Regions from separate parts of the Danio rerio genome. Here region 1 is linked to region 2. A link is a contact called in public Micro-C data. All regions are on one chromosome and are shown on one strand. The core of a region is the stretch at or near the end of the contact, and the rest is flanking DNA. Distances in the headings are between cores, read along the strand shown. Region 1 overlaps si:ch211-185a18.2. Region 2 overlaps si:ch211-185a18.2.

Region 1 (5,524 bases), core at 574-3,073, 120 kb before region 2:
CACACACTATGAACAATTTTAGTTTCACAGGGAGGTGTCTGTGGTCTGCACTGACTCGGTAGGTGCAAAGAGTGTCAAACAGCTGTGTGTGTGTGTGTACGTGTTTTTGTGACATATCAAGACACAAATCTGTATAATGACATGGGTATGACACAGGTATTACAAAAAGGAGGTGAATTATAAGGACATTGGTGACGTCCTCATTTCTCAAAATGCTTATGAATCCTACAGAATGAGTTTAATCAGAGTAAAGCTGCACACAGTCTCCTGTGATGGTTGGGTTTAGGGGTGGGGTGGGTTGAGGGCAATACAATATACGTTTTGGACTGTATAAAATGAATGGAAACCTGTGTAATGTCCCCACTTTTCACAAAAACAAATGTACGTGTGTGTGCGCGTGCGTGTGTGTGTGTGTGTGTGTGCGTGTGTGCGCGTGTGTGTGTGTGTGTGTGTGTGTGCGCGTGTGCGTGCGTGCGTGGGTGTGTGCTATCCTGTCGCAAAATCCGGCGAAAAGCCCTTCATGATGGTAATAATTAGATTAAGGTGTTTACATGTCTAATGCACTTTAATATTGCGACTACAATCGGCATACTCGTCTTAATTCGATTTCTCTTTATTTCGATTATGACCTTAATCTGATTATCTTATATACTTAATCAGAGTATTGTCTTAATCGCATTAAAATTGAATTATTGGTGTCCATGTAAACGTAGTCAATGTCTCCCTTTACATTGAACTTTGAGTGTATTACATTCAGAGATGTTGTTTATGTTCACACGTCTACATTACAAATGAACTAAAGTTTCAAATATGATATTGTAGTGGACCACCTTTTTAAATATTGCAATTTTTCTAATACCACACAGCCCTACAATGAACACTCATTTTAGTTTCCCTGCATATGTTTTGGTAGCCATGGACTTACATGATATAAATCAGCAAGGAGAAACAAGTGGAAGCTTTATAACTAAAATAAAAGTAATCATGGAACTGTTAGCTCTATTATTTGTCAAATGAATTTTCTTTTTTTATGAAAAAAAAACTTTTAATGTTTAAACTTGAAAACTTTACAAAAAAAAAAATCTAAAAGTTGAGCTTTATGAAACAGCTGTTGTTATTTCCACTTCAGTGATTTTAGCAGCACCGTAGGTGTGATGAAAAATGAGGCCCTGATTTAGCCGAGTGAAGGTTTTATGCATATACTTTACAGCTATCTGACTCCGGAGGTCGTTTTTTGGTCAGCGTCTATCTTGTTTTCTCACTGGCTTTTGGCCGTCTCTCTGCTATTCATCACGTATCTCCCATCTCATTGTGCTTTTGTTTTTTGTTCAGGAGCCAAACCTCTTCTCGTTTCATCCGTCTGACTAGTCCACATTTTTGTTAATCAGAACCAGAGCCGCTCCAGGAGTCCGACGTCCCACAAGGAGCCACTTGCCTGGGGTGAATTCTGGCGGTTTGCTTGTGATTATTCACATTCCATGGGACATTTTTTTTTGTTTTGTTTTGGATTTGAAATGTGGGCCAAAGAGTACACCGAGTACAGCTTTCCCTTTTCCACTCGTGTCTTCAGCATTTTGCAGCTTCCCAGAAAACATTGCCCAGTTTTCCCCAAATTTAAAACCCATTACTGAATCTCAGCCAGTGGCTAAATCAACCTTGTGTTCCCATGTTGTCTGCAGGATAGTCAGATATATGTAATATCCACCAAGGGAGTTCAGAGCGAGGATGAGTCATAGCTAGTGCAGTTTTAAATCACAGGCTTCATTCACACCCCTGAACGCCGGCATCGTCTTTTTAAAGGTTGTGATTTGCTCATTCACACACACACACTCATGCTGTTGCTGCATCCGCTATAGCCAGGAGGACTCCTGCTGGTCAGTATGTGCTGTTGCAGGCTGCCTCATTTGTTTTGGATTTCTTCGGAGGTAATTGCATTCTTACTTGGTTTGAGCTGTTGAATAGTTTATTGACTGTACAATCTCTTCCATTTTTTTTGACTTCATCTAAATCAGCATCAAAAGAAGTCACATGTGTCGATATTTCATACATATCTCTGAAACACAAAGACGCCTCTTTATTGATTATTGGCACACAACAACAAAAGCGTTCCCTTCAAGTTCACATTCTTAAATGGCACTAAAGTCGAAATCCTTTAAGTTTGTTTTTTGTCATACACATTACTGGTCTTAAAAGGAAAGATTTATTTTTATGTTTTGTTTCATCATTCATTTTCTTACTATAAAGCCTTTTTATTTTTGCTTGTATCCTCTATTGAAGCTCACTTTTCACATTTCCATTGGGTAAACTGAAACCTCCCTCTTTCTTATTGATTATGTTGTTTTGCTTATAAATGCATTGTACATTTTTTTGTACAGAAAGGTTCTTTGTTGGTATCGATGGTTCCTTATGGCTGATTTTAAAGCTTCTTTGTGTTAGAATTTGTATTGAATCATGTATTGATTCCTTTTTTTTTATTGCTGATGTGTAAACAGTTAAATATGTGTAAAAAGTGTGTAAAGAACTTAAAAAAGAGACTTTACCTGACTTTCTTCTCCTTTATGCTAAATATTTCTAATTTTCCCTGGCAAAAGTGATGCATCCCTTGACCACAAAAGCACTTTTATTTTGCATGGGTATTTATTTTGCATGGGTTGGGTCCATAGATGATGCCATCATCCATTGCCGATGGCTGGTTGACATCACGATGCTGATTCGGCATCGCGATCCTACACCCCGCCCCATCACAGCAGCAACTCGCTCGCGAAAAATACACACCTAGGCCCCGTTTACACTAATACAACTTAGTTTTAAAATGACATTTTAGAACGAAAACGATCCACGTCCACACAGGCATTTGATCTAGCATTTCTGAAAAGATCTCTGTCCACTCTTTACCGCTGAAAACAGACATCATATGACCACACACACAAACACTCTGTCCTTTTTAGCACAAAACCGGGTCACAAGTTTGTTTTTAAAAAATGTAACTTGTTTTTGCAAATGCTGCACAAGTGGAATTTAGGGAGACTTTTTACTTTTAGGGATCAAAAATGTTAGAGAATAACTTTATTTCCATGCAGTCAGCGGGTGCATTGAGCACAAAACCCCAGAGAGCAGTGCACATCGGGCAGTTTATCAAGGATGTACGGCTGGATTGCTTCTTACTATAGTTGTTAAACGTGATATTCATTTAATCTTTGTCTATATCTAATGACTCTTTGGTCTATTGAATCTATCAGGTCACAGCATCAGTACACTGCTTCAATCTTTCGCTTTCATGCTTGTACAAGTAATTTTAGCGTAAACCTTAGATACTGTTGGTTGGTTCCTGTTGGTTGTGCACCTTTTTTACCAACCAAATTTGTTAACGGCATTATAAGGACACAGATCACTCTGCCTATTCATGCCAAAGTCCCACTGAAAAACTGATTGACAGATTGTAATTTGTGTGTAACTTTATTTATTTATGATTTGGTTATGGGTGAAACAAAGCCGAATGCGGGTCAGGTAATTGAAACGGTAGGCTACAAATAATTTGTTCGTTATAAATGAATGAATGAATTAATATACAACGACGCTGCCATCGTCCGTTCCGATGTTTTACATTAGACATTGTACGATGCCAAATTGGTCGACATCACCCAACCCTAATGGGTTAATTTTTGGCAATAGCTAAAAATGCAGTTCACTGTCACTTGTCTTTTTTTTTTCCTTTTATGCCAAAAATCATTAGATTATGAAGAAAAATAATGTTCTGTGGAGATATTTTGTAAATTGTCTACCCTAAATATATCAATGTCATTTTTGTAAAATGCATTGCTAAGCACTAAGGCTGAACTATTTATCCGCTAGGCGTGGGCCAGTCTATTGTACATTTCCGACGGTTTGATAACCTTGGATAAAAATAACATGGTTTTTCAGTATCACCGTATTGTGATTACTGCTCTAAATTAAGTTCTTTTTAAATGTCTGGGTAAAAAAATGTTATTACAATTTATTTTATTTTAATAAACATTTATAATATTTTTGGAACAGTAAACATGTTGAGCTAAATAATTATAATACATCGCTGACTTCTGCTTTCTTCGTTAGTTTAAAAACACAGATAACACATAATAAATACATAATAAAAAACCTTGGGAACTGTATAACAGAAAATATAAGTGGTAATAAAACCTTGACTTTTCAAAATCACGGTAAACCTTGAAACTGGTTATCGCACCATGCCTAGTATCCGCAATAGCAGGCTATTCACAGGGTCTTTAAAAGTTTTGCAATGTCTTAAATTTCAAAAACAAAATAAAGGCCTTAAAAATTTGTACATTTTCTGTTAAATAATTTTAAACTGGTCTTAATTCTAAAAGACACTCATCCAATCACCAACAATCCATCTAAATAAGATTTTTATTGCAAAGAGATACAATTTACAACACCTGTTAGACATTTTTACAGCAAATTCACTTAATTAAATACCCTAATCAGGAAAAGAAAACTCAAAACTATTAAGGAATTCCTCATGATTATAACAGCTATATTTTCCTTAACATGATCTTCCATTTACACAAAACCTATTTGCAGAAGTAAGGGGGAACGGACATAATGTTTATAAATAGACACGATGAAGCATAAGGTTTTATAACAGAAAAGCATTAGGAGTTATACTCTATTAATCTGGACAAAAAGCAAACAAATATATATTTTTGTGATTTTCTTCATAATAAATATACTTTTAACAATGCTAAACTTGTCAATGCAAAAACAGCCACATGTTGAAAAAAAAGAGTATACGACTAGACACATTAAGATATTTGATTAAGAAAAAACAAAGGCTATAGAATACAAGACATGTCTCTCGTATCGTTTTCAATGGGGAAAAAAGTGGCGAAGTGGGGTCAATATGGTGAATAAAGCCTGCCTTCGAGTGCAGGAGCCAACCATCAATTGCTATATGGTGAATGAAGCTCGCCTTCTAGTACAGGAGCCAATCAATCGATCGCTATAGGCTGCCGATACTCTGGGAGAGGAGCTCAGACCAGACGTGAGTTTCTGCAGATTTTGTGTGATTCGGATGTTTAGAAATGAAACTAATGAGACAGTTGATGTTTAATTTTATTGGTATGAAATTCAATCATAAGCTTGGCAAGCAGTTTTGGAGAATTTGATGTTTAATTATTAAAATAGAATGCCTGAGCATACTGCTCGAGAGGCGTTTCAAAGATGGCTACCAAGTGAAATGACTTGTCTTAAAGAGACTTTGGAAATAACTACATTAGCCCCCCCCAATTGTTTTAGCCCAAGTGGGCTATTACAAAAATTCCTTTCATAAAATTTCATTCATAATGGTCTTAAAAGGCTCTTAAAAAGTCTTAAATTTGACTTTGAAACCCTGAATAGTCACATCGCAGAATTCTATTTTTTTAATTATTATTTATACAATAATGACCATGTTGTTTTACATTTGATGGTTCAATTTCTGTACTTAAATATGGTTTGATTTAGCTTTTTATTCACCTTTTATTTTTGC
Region 2 (5,935 bases), core at 853-3,352:
TCTGGAACCTATCTAACAAAATAACTTACGATAACGGTCTAAAACTAGTACATCCAAATGTACATGTTAGGGGAAAATGTAAAATACAAATAAAAAAAGTGGAGAAATCAAGAGAAGCAAAAAAATTGAAAAATTTAGTTGAAATTTTGTAGGTTCTAATTTTTTTGCTATATTTTGCTTGAATTTAATTGTATTTTTTCAATTTCTAAATATATTTGGTGACTAAAATATGATTTTAATAAATACATCTGTTTATTAAATCTGTTTTCTTTAAATGAACCAAAATACATTGCCTATATTCACTGAGAAACTTAATTATGCTGAGCCCTGTTTATAAAAAAAGCTTTGTCTGGTGCCACTCTTTGCAGTATTTTAAATAAATAAATACTATCAAGTAATAATAAATTCAAACTCTTTTTAAGCAGTTAATTTGCACTGAATCCCAAATCCAGGGTCTCTGCTGGGTCTTAAAAAGTCTTAAATTTCAGAAAAACAAAACTTTAGGCCTTAAAAAGTCTTAAATTCACTGAAATATTGTCTTAAAGGTCTTATTTTCCCTATGTCCAAGTAAAGCTATAATCTGGTCAACACCCAATCATCTATAAACCTTTTATATTTACGTTTGTTTTTATATTGCAAATAGAAACAATTCACAACAACTGTTACACTGTAAAAAATATATGATCAATTAGTTCTGACAGCATGTTTTTAGTTCATTGTACTTTATTAAAACCATTTACCGTTATTAAACACGTTATTATTATATTACCGTTATTAAAACCGTTATTAACCATGTTTTAACTTAATTTGATAAGTTACGCGAGCTCTTATAAGTCAGTTTAACATAATATAAGTTCAATGGACTCATAAGGTTAATTTTATTCAGCTTAAAATTTAAGGCCACCAGGATTTTTTTTTTTTTTTTTTACAATGTAGACATTTCTACAGCAAATTCTCTAAAATAAATTTCTTAATCAGGGAAATAATACTAAAGCAACACATCCCTTAACATACAGTAATCTTCCATTAAAAACTATTTACTAAACTGGACCATTAGAAAAAAATCCTTAGTGTTTAGCTCTGTCTAAGTCTAAAATTTCATTAATAATGGTCTTGAAGTTGTCTTAAAAAGTCTTAAATTTGACTTGAAGAAACCCTGAAATCAAATCAAATCAAATCAGCTGCATAAAATAAAATGTTTCCGATTTTCGGATACACCCAAAAATGTCAATTTGCCGATATGTGACTTTTTTTTACCAGTAGAACAATAAAAAGTGTTTTCAGCTAAATCGGTGGTCCTTGGTGATGCATAAAATGCAAATCCACAGCTACCGGACATTTACAAAACATTATGTACAGAATGATTTACTTTAATCCATAGCTTCAGCAAGTTCACGACAGTCAGGCTGCATTTTATCATTGTAAAGTTAATGATTTGAAGCCGTTTTATTATCATCGAAGCTTATCTAGAACAACATGTGCTATCCTTTGATTTGCTAAAGTTGCTACTATTCTAAGTAATTTTTCACTCTAGTGGAGGATAAACAGATGAAAAAAAATGTCAAAGACTTGGACTGAGCCAAATCCAAAGACTAGAAAATCATAGAAAGCTGGAAACTTTCCAGAAGACCCTAGCAACCTTTCAGAGGACTGTTACTTCAGCACATGTCTACAAATCGAGTGTCTTCTGTCTGTTGGCAGTCGTACAACTATAAAAAGTCCTTTTTTACTTTGACTCTCTAATTGTTCGAATGGCAATTAGGATCGGAGTTATGAGCTCAGAAATATAAACATTTTCCAAACACTCAGAGCCATAAAAATTTGAGTGTGTTGCACATAATTAAGTGTGTTTTCAGGGACTGGCATGTATTCGGCCCACTTGTAGTTTTCCCAACAACCAAATAAAGGCCACAGCTACTTAAGTCCAGACCCCGGTGAGCAAGTTCTCTCTCTCCTCTCTTGGACCGCGGACACGGACCCCTGCCAGCTCCTAAAATGTCATTCCTCTGAGGTCTCCAGTGCCTCAGCTTTGGCTCGGCCAGTTCTGATGGAGCCATAAACTTCAAACGGGCCCAGCGCCCGCCTGGCAGAATGCATTTCTCCCTCTCTATTTTTTTTTTTCCTCTGGCGGCCGGCCACTGGAAATGAGCTAATCGCTCCTTACACAGACCTCCCTGAGTCCGAGCCAAAGGAATCTGAGCATTATCCAAACCAATGACCGAAATGTTGAAAGCTGGCTCGCGGATCCAGCCATGGAATTATACAAGACAAACGTCCTGCTTTCCTTCCCTTCTGCTAAGACCGTAATGACCACTGAAAATTGCACTCAGACTAACATATGTTTGCCATTACCCCACGGCACACGGTGTGCACTTTTATTTGCTGTCATTTGCGTTGAAAGTTAAATATCCGATCCAGTAAGCTGTCAGGGGTATTTTTTGTTGTAGCGTGTTGTCAGTAAGTCTCTTCTGTTGGCAGATTTAGAGTGGAAGTCTGAATTATTAGACCTTCTGAATTTCCAATTTCCTCCCCAATTTCTGTTAAACAGAAAGAAGATTTTTTTAACACTTTTACAAACATGATAGTTTTATAATAAAGATAAAACTTCTTTTATCTTTGCTATGATTACAGTAAATAATATTTGACTAGATATATTTCAAGACACTTCTATACAGCTTATAGTGATATTTAAAGGCTTAACTAGGTTAAGTTAGGGTAAATAGGCAAATCATTGTATAATGATAGTTTGTTCTTTAGACAATCCAAGACACCCTGGAGAACTTTTTTTGAAATTTTAACAAATTTGTGTGCTGAGCATCAATTAGGACAGCGTTAGCACCTGTCAGCTTTAATTGTGGGGAAATTGGATAATTTTGAGCTTTTGTCAGCTAGTTTCATCGTCCAGGTTTAAAATAATTTTTTAGGGCGGGATCAAAATCGGTGACGGAGCCACATCTGCTTTTAAAGTTATGATGCGTCGGTTTCTCATCATTATTCATAGCTGAATTTTCTTATCCTATGAGAAGACCCTGCATCCTAAGTATTCATGAGAGCACTTGCTTTCCGAAGGCAAGGCAGACCTGCCGAGTTGTTAGACTGGGTGAGAGCGCGTTTGCGCATGGCAAGGAGTATTTAGCTGTTCATAAAGGGTCATATGTGATTGTTTTCTTGATTCATGGGTTTGTTGCATGTTTTTCCCCGCGATGCTGTCAGGGCCGAAACAGCAAAGCTGTTGGTTTGCAGCAAGCATTTTTGTCGGGAGAGCTCTATGAGAAATGGAGAACTTTGGCCCAATCCCAATTCTACCCCTCAGTCCTTCCTTTACCCCTACCCTTCGTTTTGCTCGTTCACTTATTTTGAAGGCATAGGGCTAAGGGGAGGGGTTAAATACCCTTCGAAAGAGAGTTTTTTTCAGGACCACACTCGAAACCAAGGGGTAAGAAAATTTCCCAGATTACACCAGGCACAACAGCTGGATAGCTACACCCGGAAGTCAGGAGATGCACACATTTTTGTTTTTTGTCATTATTACAAATTTTGGTCCCACTTTATATTAAGTGGACTTAACAAATATGTACTTACACAGGAGTTAATAGTTTGTTACAATGTACTTATTGTGTAAATACACGTATTTACTGTGTACTTATGCTTGATTAAATACATGTATGTAAATACATCTGTAATGAACTTTTTTTAATTACATTTGTAAATACACTGTTGACCATCCCTTACACCTTAACCCACCCTTAAACCTACCCATGCCACCAAACCTGTCCATAACCCAACCTCTATCCCAAAAAAAGCACCACAAATGTTCTCAAATACATTATAAACACAGTAAGTATATTGTATTTATTTTTTGATGCAAGTACATAGTAGTTAAGGACACTTAATGTAAAGTGGGACCCAAATTTTTTATGACAAACAAATGTTTTTAATATCTTCATAACTGCTCTCGTGTTTTACCGTCATGCTTAAAAAACCCCGCTAAATTTTACTTTCTATAATGCTTAATATTAACTCCTGTAGAGCAGTCCCACAACATTCTGACACTCGAATACCCTGTCAGAAAAGTCTAGTAACTGGTAATGAGCTTTTTACAGTGTCTGCTAAAACTGTTCATTTTAATGTTGTTTTTCTTGTGTTTACATTGATGAATATGGCCACTTGTACAGTTACGATCTTATTGCCACATTAGATTGTTATGGTAACCTGAAATCGTTGCCTTTAGTGATTTCCTGCAGATAAATACCAAAAAATAACGCAACTGGAATAACTACAGCAGTCGCGATCCTCGATCTCATATAAAGCAAGAGCTCACGATGACATATGATGATGTATGCAGGTGCTGAAGTGCTGTCCCATTTCTTAAGGGTACATTTTAAAGCCCTTCCTCTTCACACTTGAAGGGGAAGGGGTACAAAAATAGAATTGGGTTTGTGCCTTTGTCTTTTATCAGTTGAATTCATTACCATTCAGACACATCGTCTATTTGTGCTGCTATGTTTAAAATCCTCCCGATTACCAGCAGGGCTAATAGTTGGAATAGACGGAGCAAGAGACCTGCTGCACTGCTATCCACTGTTTCTGCATTCAGACCCAGGGACTGAGGAGAAGAGAAGTCCTCCACATTTATAGTGTTTATATGAACACGATTATCTTCATAATGATATAACATATTGTGGTTATGTGCATATGAAACTGCGAATGACAAATGTAGCTGGACATCAAATGACTGTTTATTTCTTTGCATTTTAACTTTGTAAACTATAAAATCAGGCGTCCCCTCACGCTTTGTGTCTCATTTAGTTAGCCAACTGACAACAGTTGTTTGCTCCCCTCTTTGTCCCCCTGCTTCACCAGCCATGCCCACTCCTGCCTCAGCTCGCAGCGCTCCATGCTCATTATGAAGCATTTTTTGAAAATATTCCGAGGTTCTTGAACCGAAACAGAGAGGTTTCTAATAACATTGACCTTGAAATGGATTTAAAAAAATTAAAAACTGCTTTATTCTAGCTGAAATAAAACAGTTCAGACTTTTTCCAGAAGAAAACAAATAGTACAGGAAATACTGTGCATAATTCCTTGCTCTGTTAGAACATCATTTGTGAATTATTTAAAAAAAGAAAATTCATAAAATGTTCCTCAATGCTGTCTTGAATTCAGGAAACAAACGGTGGGCTTCCAGACTCTCCTATAGAGTTTAAGGGTCTGCCGTCTCCTCCAGCTGCTCTCTATCACGGCCCGGTGTTTCCTCCAGTGCCGACCCAGTCTACACCTCTCACTGAGCCCATCCTGAACACCATCCAGCAGAGAGAAACGCTGGAGAACAGACTTGTGGACTGGTGAGACCATACTATGTCTATATATATGTAAATATATCATTAGGAGCACAAAATGAAAGGGGTTACTTTAAACTTACACTGCAAAAAATGCCTTTCCTACTTAGAGTTTTTGTCTGGTTTTTAGTCTAAATAGTCTAAATTCTTAAATCAAGAAGCATTTTCTAGATAAGCAAAACAAAATGTGTTCTTTTCAGAAGTAAAGAGTTCAAATTAATGAAGTTTTTAAAAGAAGCAAAATAATCTGCTAACAGGGTAAGAAGAATAATCTTGTATTCACTTTAAAACAATACTATTTTACATACCCTATTGGTAGATTATTCAGCTGGTTTTAAAGAAAACTCGCTTCATTTTGACACAGTATTTCTGAAAACAAGACAAAACTTTTTGAATGTCTAGAAAATGGTTCTCGATTTAAGAATATTTACATATTTAGATAAAAATTCTTGAGTTTTTGCCTTGTTTATAGTATGTAAAATAATATTATTTCAAAGTGAACACAATAGTATTTTGCTTAGCCCATTGGCAGATTATTTGGCTTGTTTTAAGGAAAAACTCATGTAATTTTGACATTATTTCTGAAAACATAACAA

What was found. A called contact is a pair of places that touch in the nucleus more often than the background predicts.
Region 1: a Micro-C map of caudal fin shows a contact between it and region 2, with 4 times the contacts expected there. The contact joins two enhancer-like sites. A contact is called at or near these places in 2 of 18 Hi-C or Micro-C datasets (caudal fin and hematopoietic stem cells) and 1 of 4 datasets of contacts at active chromatin or transcription factors (caudal fin).

What each region holds. Positions count from the first base shown.
Region 1 is chr17:12,498,625-12,504,148 of GRCz12tu, reverse strand. All of the region lies in intron 9 of si:ch211-185a18.2, which reads left to right. Among named protein-coding and RNA genes, the nearest start is that of irf2bpl, 26 kb to the left of the region's middle. Within about 2 kb of position 1,823, at least 21 of the 62 cell types and tissues checked have an H3K27ac peak or open chromatin away from gene starts, as enhancers often do. A contact at or near this core is called in caudal fin, where this site is marked.
Region 2 is chr17:12,378,243-12,384,177 of GRCz12tu, reverse strand. It overlaps si:ch211-185a18.2, which reads left to right. Exons shown (of 32, transcript NM_001258228.1): 20 at 5,167-5,345. Among named protein-coding and RNA genes, the nearest start is that of irf2bpl, 150 kb to the left of the region's middle. Within about 2 kb of position 2,102, at least 13 of the 62 cell types and tissues checked have an H3K27ac peak or open chromatin away from gene starts, as enhancers often do. A contact at or near this core is called in caudal fin, where this site is marked.